Linked DNA regions of Mus musculus: region 2 is linked to region 1. A link is a contact called in public promoter capture Hi-C data. All regions are on one chromosome and are shown on one strand. Each heading gives the region's core, a stretch centred on a gene start, on an enhancer-like site or on the middle of the called end of the contact. The rest is flanking DNA. Distances are from core to core; before and after follow the strand shown.

Region 1 (3,107 bases), core at 219-2,718:
CTTTTCAGGAGTACAAATACCTTTTCTGTTTTTCCCGACCTAGAGGCCTCCTGCACCTCAGATATGGGATAGCATCACAGAGTCCCCACTATCACAGGGTTGGTCCTGAAGGGTCAAGCCTTGTTTCTGTGTCCCACTGAGGCCCATGGGGTTGACACAGGCCAGGGCTTTCTTTCTGCTGCTCCGCCCCAGAGACTCCTCTCCCATGACCCAGGGCCTGGGTTTCCTGACATGGGTTCTGTTGGCCTGAGGGGTTTGTAGAGATTCTTCTGCACCTTCTCAGGTGCTGAGGACACTGAACTGTGGTGCCACCACCCTCCCACATTCTGGGGATTGCCCAGTAGGCCAGATCCCTTGTGTATATGCTTGCTCATGGCCCGTGAAGAAGGCCTTGCTCTGGCTGGAAATGACCAAGTCAGAGGGTTTGTGAGATGCTTGGTTCTCCTGAAGCCCACCTCCCTCTCCCTTACCTGGGTGCATAGTCATCTAGCTCCTTAACCTACCATAAGTAAGCCAGACTGTGTATATACATGGGTGTGTTCACTGTGGTATGTATACATAAGTTTTACATGTGTGATTGTTATGAAGGCACACATGTGCACACACACAAGAGACTTTGCTGTCCTCAATACTGGGAAGAGTTGTGGAACAGGGAGTATGGGACAGACCTAGCCCAGAGTAGCTTTCATCCCGTGTGTGGTGTTGGGGAAAATTTCCCAGAAAAGCCAGACAGAGCTGAACAGTGAGATAAGGAGAGATAGGGGAGGCATAGGCCAGGACCCAGCTGGGGTACGGAGGTGGGACTGTTAGTTGTCACATGGTCCTTGGGAACGGGGAGGTATGACTGAGGATCAGAAAGCATTTGAATTTGGGACACCAGACCTGTCAGCAAGCATGGGCTAGCCATCACCTGCCGCCTATAGCAAAGGCTTCCGAGCTAGAATGATGGCTACATTTTTCAAATGGCTGGAATAATCCAAAAGTTATTTTGCAATGTGTGAAAAATTGGTATGAGATTCAGATTTCAGTTTCATTAGGACTGCCACGTCCTCCCTTACTGTCCGTAAGGTATTGTTCACACAAGCAGACTGGAAACCCAGAGGCACCTCCACTGGGGCCTCTCTTTGATCAAGTCATTTTGGAATTGAGGAAGCGCCGTCTCTCCTTAGTAAACTGAAATTAGTGAGCGTAGCAGAATACAATTAATGCAAAAATGCAAACACAGAAAGTGTGCCTAAACTCCAGCATTCAAGGTGCCGTCAGACCGACGCCACAGAGCTTGCCCAACAGCCAGCAATCCAGACACCAAGGGCGAGGTGAGGGGCCGTGTTTGTCTCGCAGTGTCCCTGATCCTCGTGACCTCCCTCAGCATGGCTCAGAAGCTGCCACAACTTGAAAGCCAGTTGAGACCCTGCTCCTTAGTCTTGCTGACAAAAGGGAGATTCCCTGGTAAAGTCAGGCTAGGCTAGGGGCCAGCATGAGTCAGAGGCTCTATGTGAGCTCCGCCTCCGGAGCCGCAGGGTCTTAGCTTCTCTCCCTGTTTTTGTGACCAGATATCTGACCAGAAATCTCTTCTGAGAGGGAGACCAGCGTTTATTTTGCCTTGCAGTTTGAGAGGAGATAGCCAGGGCTGAAGAGGGAAAGCTTGGTGGAGACATGAGGCAGCTGGTCACTTTGCAGTCCTGAAGCAGAGGGGACAGGAAGTAGGGGAAGACTTTAAAATGTCAAGACAGGGCGGGCATTGGTGGCGCACACCTTTAATCCCAGCACTTGGGAGGCAAAAGCAGGCGGATTTCTGAGTTTGAGGCCAGCCTGGTCTACAGAGTGAGTTCCAGGACAGCCAGGGCTACAGAGAGAAACCCTGTTGGGGTGGGGGGTGGGGGGTGGAGAGAGAATGGGGATATCAAAACAGTTTGTCAGGAACCCAGTTCCTTCAGTGAGGCTCCACCTCTTAAAGGCTCCACAACCTTCCAAAACAGGGCTACCAACTGGCAGTCCAGGGGCCAAACACCCAATCCCTTGAGGGACATTTCAGTTTCAAATTAGTGATCTTCTGCCTCTGTCTAGGGGATGATCTCAGAGCTGAAGGTACGCAAAACCCCCCGGGTGAGCCCTGTGCACTGTCTGGATGAAGAAGATGATGATGAAGACCGGGTGAGTGTCTGTGGTGGTGGTGGTGGTGGTGGTGGGTCTCCCCACTGTGAGCAAGGCTTCTCAAGCAATAATACTGGGGAAAGCCAGAAGATGCCAGTGGGGTGTCAGGAACCCACGTCTCCAGAGACCTTCCCCTGCCTTAACTTTCCCATCTCAGAAACCTGGGAATTGTAAATGTCAGAGACCGACACCCCCTCACCCAGTGACACAGTATGATGGGGGATCTCCCCGTAGAAAGTGCATGTGTGCACTTGGTTTTGTCTGATGTGTGTTTATGGGAGGGGGAATTATGTCTGCCTGTTGTGCGTTGTGTGTGTCTCTTGATGTTCTATGTGTGTCTGTTGTATGGTGTCCATGCTCTCTCTTTGTCTATGTGGTTTTGTCTGTTGGTTGTGTGCTATGTATATATGTCTTTTTTGTGTGTGTCTGCTGTTATTTATATTGCTGTGTGTTATCTCCGTGTGCAGAGTATCTTTTGTTAAGTGTGCTGTGTGTGTGTGTGTCTCTCTCTCTTGTGTGATGCTGGTGTGTTCGTTTTCTGTATGCTGTGTGTCTCTTGTACGTGTGGGGTGCATGCACACTGTGGTCTGGATGTACTGTGTCTCTGGGTGCCTCTGTTTTCTGTGTGTGCATGCACATAATATGGTGACATTCAAGGAAACCACCCATCTGTTGCCAGAGGATGGGATATTTTTTTGGGGAGGAGGGGGATGTCCCAGTGGAGATAGCACACCACAACATCCCCAATTACTAGCTCTTGTGAGCAGAGCCTGGCTGGGTTCGGCTGTGAGCAGATGAGTATGTCTGTCTTTCCTCATGTTACTTTTTCCAGGAGAGAAATTGGAAACGTAATTGGCTTCTCTCTGATACCAAATACTAATCTCTAGTGGATGGGTAACGCTCACACCTGAGTGTACCGCCCACTGAGCATGCTCACATGCTGCCCATGCTGG
Region 2 (3,448 bases), core at 208-2,707, 130 kb before region 1:
TGAACACGTACATTCACTACATTTCTTTTAAACTATGGATGTTATGAGACCAGCTGACCTGCCTCCTGTTGCTGTGACTTTCTCTCCAAGATCAACTCAGACTATAAGTCAAAATCAATTCTTCACCCCTTAAGTTGCTTTTATCAGCACCGTGACCTGCAGCAGTGAGGAGGGTGGTTTTGAACTTCAGACTTTAAACTGGACAGGCTTTTCTTCCTTACTGTTATGGTCTTTTTTGTTTGTTTGTTTTTGTTTTTGTTTTGAGACAGGTTTTTTTCTGTGTAGCCCTGGCTGTCCTGGAACTCATTCTGTAGACCAGGCTGGCCTCGAACTCAGAAATCTGCCTGCCTCTGCCTCCCAAGTGCTGGGATTAAAGGTGTGTGCCACCACTGCCGGGCTACTGTTTTGGTTACAACTACAAAGGACTTAGAGAACATCTGTGCTGCTATGAGATCCAATAAGAATATAATGGGATTTTTTTCAAGTTAATATCATTAGGGATATCCTCTTTTAAAAGTGCAGGTTAAAGCAAGCAATTTTCTTTTCTTTTTAAGACTTCTTTTATTTCATTTATGTGAGTACACTGTAGCTATCTTCAGACACACCAGAAGAGGGCATCAGATCCCATTACAGATGGTTGTGAGCCACCATGTGGCTGCTGGGATTTGAACTCAGGACCTCTGGAAGAGCAGTCAGTGCTCTTACCCACTGAGCCATCTCTCCAGCCCCAAAGCAAGCAATTTTCAAGTAAAGAGCTGTAGAAGGGGTCTTTACAGCAACTGCCATGGCCAACCGAAGAGAAGCAGGTTGTTCAGAAGAAAGCCTCCTGTATGCTTTCTTATGTGATGCTCAGTAGCACCCAGAAACACAGCAGCCACCCAGAGAACACCGGAAGCACCAGCCCTCCCAAAACTGTGCATGGGAATCTTCAAGGTGACTGACGTTGTTTAAGGAGAAACCTGTAAGGTTTATTGAAGAAGGCGACTGTGGATGGAGTTCTCTGCCTTTTTTTTTTTTTTAAGTTAGTAGGTTTTCTTTTAAAGGGCAGTTTCAGGTTTATAGAAACTCATTCCATGCCAATGATTACCCATTTCATCATCCCACCCATCCATAGAAGGCACAGCACCAAGCGGATACGGATCTATTCTTCTTAATGGATCTGTTATTCCCCGTGGAATACCTTCAGATTTGCCCCCTGTCCCACACTCTGTGGGGCTGGACAAATGTCTAATGACTTGTGACCAGTAGTGTGGTCCTGTTTAGCAGGTTAATGATCAAACAGGGCCTCGTCAAGATTTAAAATGTAACAGTCATAACCTTTGTTATATATATTTTTTCCTTTCTGAAAATATTAGCCTTGGAAGGAAGCGTTTTCACAAGCAGCCACTGTTCAATCTCCAGGCATTCGTCCACAGAGCAGCCTGTCCAACCCTATCTTATCTGAGTTTACAGACACGTCGTCCAGAACTTCCTCCTCTGGGTGGAAGCTGACACCCTAATGGAACCTTTGACTCAGAACACCATTCGCTGGCGCTATGGACTGGAGTTCACGGGGAACGTGAGGGAGGTGAGGGAGGTTGTCTGTGCTTTTCCTGTACATTCGAGTTTGCACACTCACTCGCTCATTTCTGCCAGGCATCTTTCAAACAGAGGTGTCAGACAGCCTTGCCTGCTCCCTTTGAGAAGTAAGACAAGCTTCGTGGGAAGGAACTGGAGTTGTGCGGAGGCTTGACAGGTGGGACCAGGTGGCCCTCTGTCCTACCCTCCATACCTGTTCCGGTCACAGGATGGGGAGGGGGTGTGGGGAGAGAAAGAGAGAGGAAGGGGAATGTTTCTGCTCTCCTTGTAAGGAAGAAAGCCTTGCCTAGTTATCCTTGAAGATTTTTAGTCCCATCCCTTGAGAGGTGGAGGAAGGAGGCTAAGAAATCCAAGGCCATCCTTAGCTACTCAGGGAGTTTGAGGCTAGCCTGGGCTACATGAGACCCTGTCTTCAAAGAAACAATTTTTTATTGTTGTTGTTTTTTGTTGTTTTTCAAGACAGGGTTTCTCTGTATGTGTAGCCCTGGCTGTCCTGGAACTCATTCTGTAGACCAGGCTGGCCCCGAACTCAGAAATCCGCCAGCATCTGCCTCCCGAGTGCTGGGATTAAATGTGTGTGCCACCACTCGTGGCTGAAACAATTAAAAAAAAAATTCTTATTCTGTTGGATATGCCACATTTTACAAGTGTGCCAACTTTCCTAAGTGAAAGTGTCTATACTATTGAGATGTCTTCCTCTGTGGTATCCTGGGCATAGCCTTCTACATAGATTCTCTTTCTGATCGAATCGTATCAGCACAGGAGAACATAGTTCACGGAGAATGAATGTTCTTCATCCTGCCAGGCGTCTCTGCAGAGGGCAGGTGCTTTGCTCTGCGCACCTAGGGAAGGGCTAACTTGTGATTCACTGCCCTCCACCGAGGGCTCTCTGGTGTCTCCCCAGGCTGGGGAAGAAGCTTGATCAAGGGGACCTAGGGGATCTAGTGGGATTCTGGGCATTGCCAAGGGACGGTGGCCTGCCTGTGGCACAGCCTCACTGGCTGCATCAGCACCAGCCTTCCCTGTAGACACTCTCTGGAGAGGGGAGAAAAATCTCCAGAACTACCCTTTAAGATGGACTGAAGAAAAGGGTCAGCGGTTGGAAGCCTCACTGGCTGCTCTTCTAGAGGATCCAGGTTCAATTCCCAGCACCCAATTGGTGGCTCACAACTGTCTGTAGCTCTGGTTCCAAATAATCCATGGCACCAGGCATGTGCGTGATGCGCATATATATGCATGCAGGCAAGATGCCTATACACATAAAAATAAAATAAAATAAATCTCTCACGCCTGGGACAAGAGGGCAACTTTGGTTAAAACTCAGACTGTCCACACGCTGTGGCCAACTGCATCTGGCTTATATCAGCAAACTTGTAACCTGGCCTTTGAATGCCCAACTCCACTTCCAGCTGGTCCGGTTTTTATCGGTCTTCTCCATCGGTTCTTGCAGGCCCCGTAACAGCAAGCCCAGGAATTTGTCTGTGTGTGTAGAAAATCCAAAGAATTTATAGATAAGTCCTGTAGATTAAAGGTGAGTTTAGTGTGGGTGCAGATCCTGGTTGCTTTCCCTTTGCAGGGTCTTGGCTTTTTCTCGTGCAGGGAGAGCGGATGAGGCGACTCTTCTGTCGCTGGTCTGTGGGTATGCTTGGCAAACACTCGATTTTTATCTACAGAGGTGAGGTTTATTTACAGTAGGTGAAGTATATCTCCACAAAGCAGTTGCTTTTTTTAAAAGTGAGTTTGGCAAAGACCTTGAATGAGGTAAGTGAACAGATGTCAACCAAGAGTTAGACCTGAAGCAAAATGCCCTGATTTCAATAGCATTGAAAACCACCAAATAGCTAACGAATCACAAAAGGTGTGTGTGTGT

What was found. Capture Hi-C pulls out chosen DNA fragments and counts their contacts.
Region 2: a promoter capture Hi-C map of adipose tissue shows a contact between it and region 1. The contact joins two enhancer-like sites. A contact is called at or near these places in 3 of 15 datasets of contacts at CTCF or cohesin (CD8 T cells and the NIH/3T3 cell line), 4 of 484 Hi-C or Micro-C datasets (the C2C12 cell line, epiblasts, muscle stem cells and 1 more), 2 of 115 datasets of contacts at active chromatin or transcription factors (both in embryonic stem cells) and 3 of 9 other capture datasets (adipose tissue, embryonic stem cells and pancreatic islet).

What each region holds. Positions count from the first base shown.
Region 1 is chr10:77,087,917-77,091,023 of GRCm38.p6, reverse strand. It overlaps Col18a1 (collagen, type XVIII, alpha 1), which reads left to right. Exons shown (of 42, transcript NM_009929.3): 4 at 2,068-2,154. Among named protein-coding and RNA genes, the nearest start is that of Slc19a1, 56 kb to the right of the region's middle. Within about 2 kb of position 1,468, at least 100 of the 459 cell types and tissues checked have an H3K27ac peak or open chromatin away from gene starts, as enhancers often do. A contact at or near this core is called in adipose tissue, where this site is marked.
Region 2 is chr10:77,219,375-77,222,822 of GRCm38.p6, reverse strand. All of the region lies in intron 1 of Gm35837 (a long non-coding RNA gene), which reads right to left. Among named protein-coding and RNA genes, the nearest start is that of Gm40704, 10 kb to the right of the region's middle. Within about 2 kb of position 1,457, at least 51 of the 459 cell types and tissues checked have an H3K27ac peak or open chromatin away from gene starts, as enhancers often do. A contact at or near this core is called in adipose tissue, where this site is marked.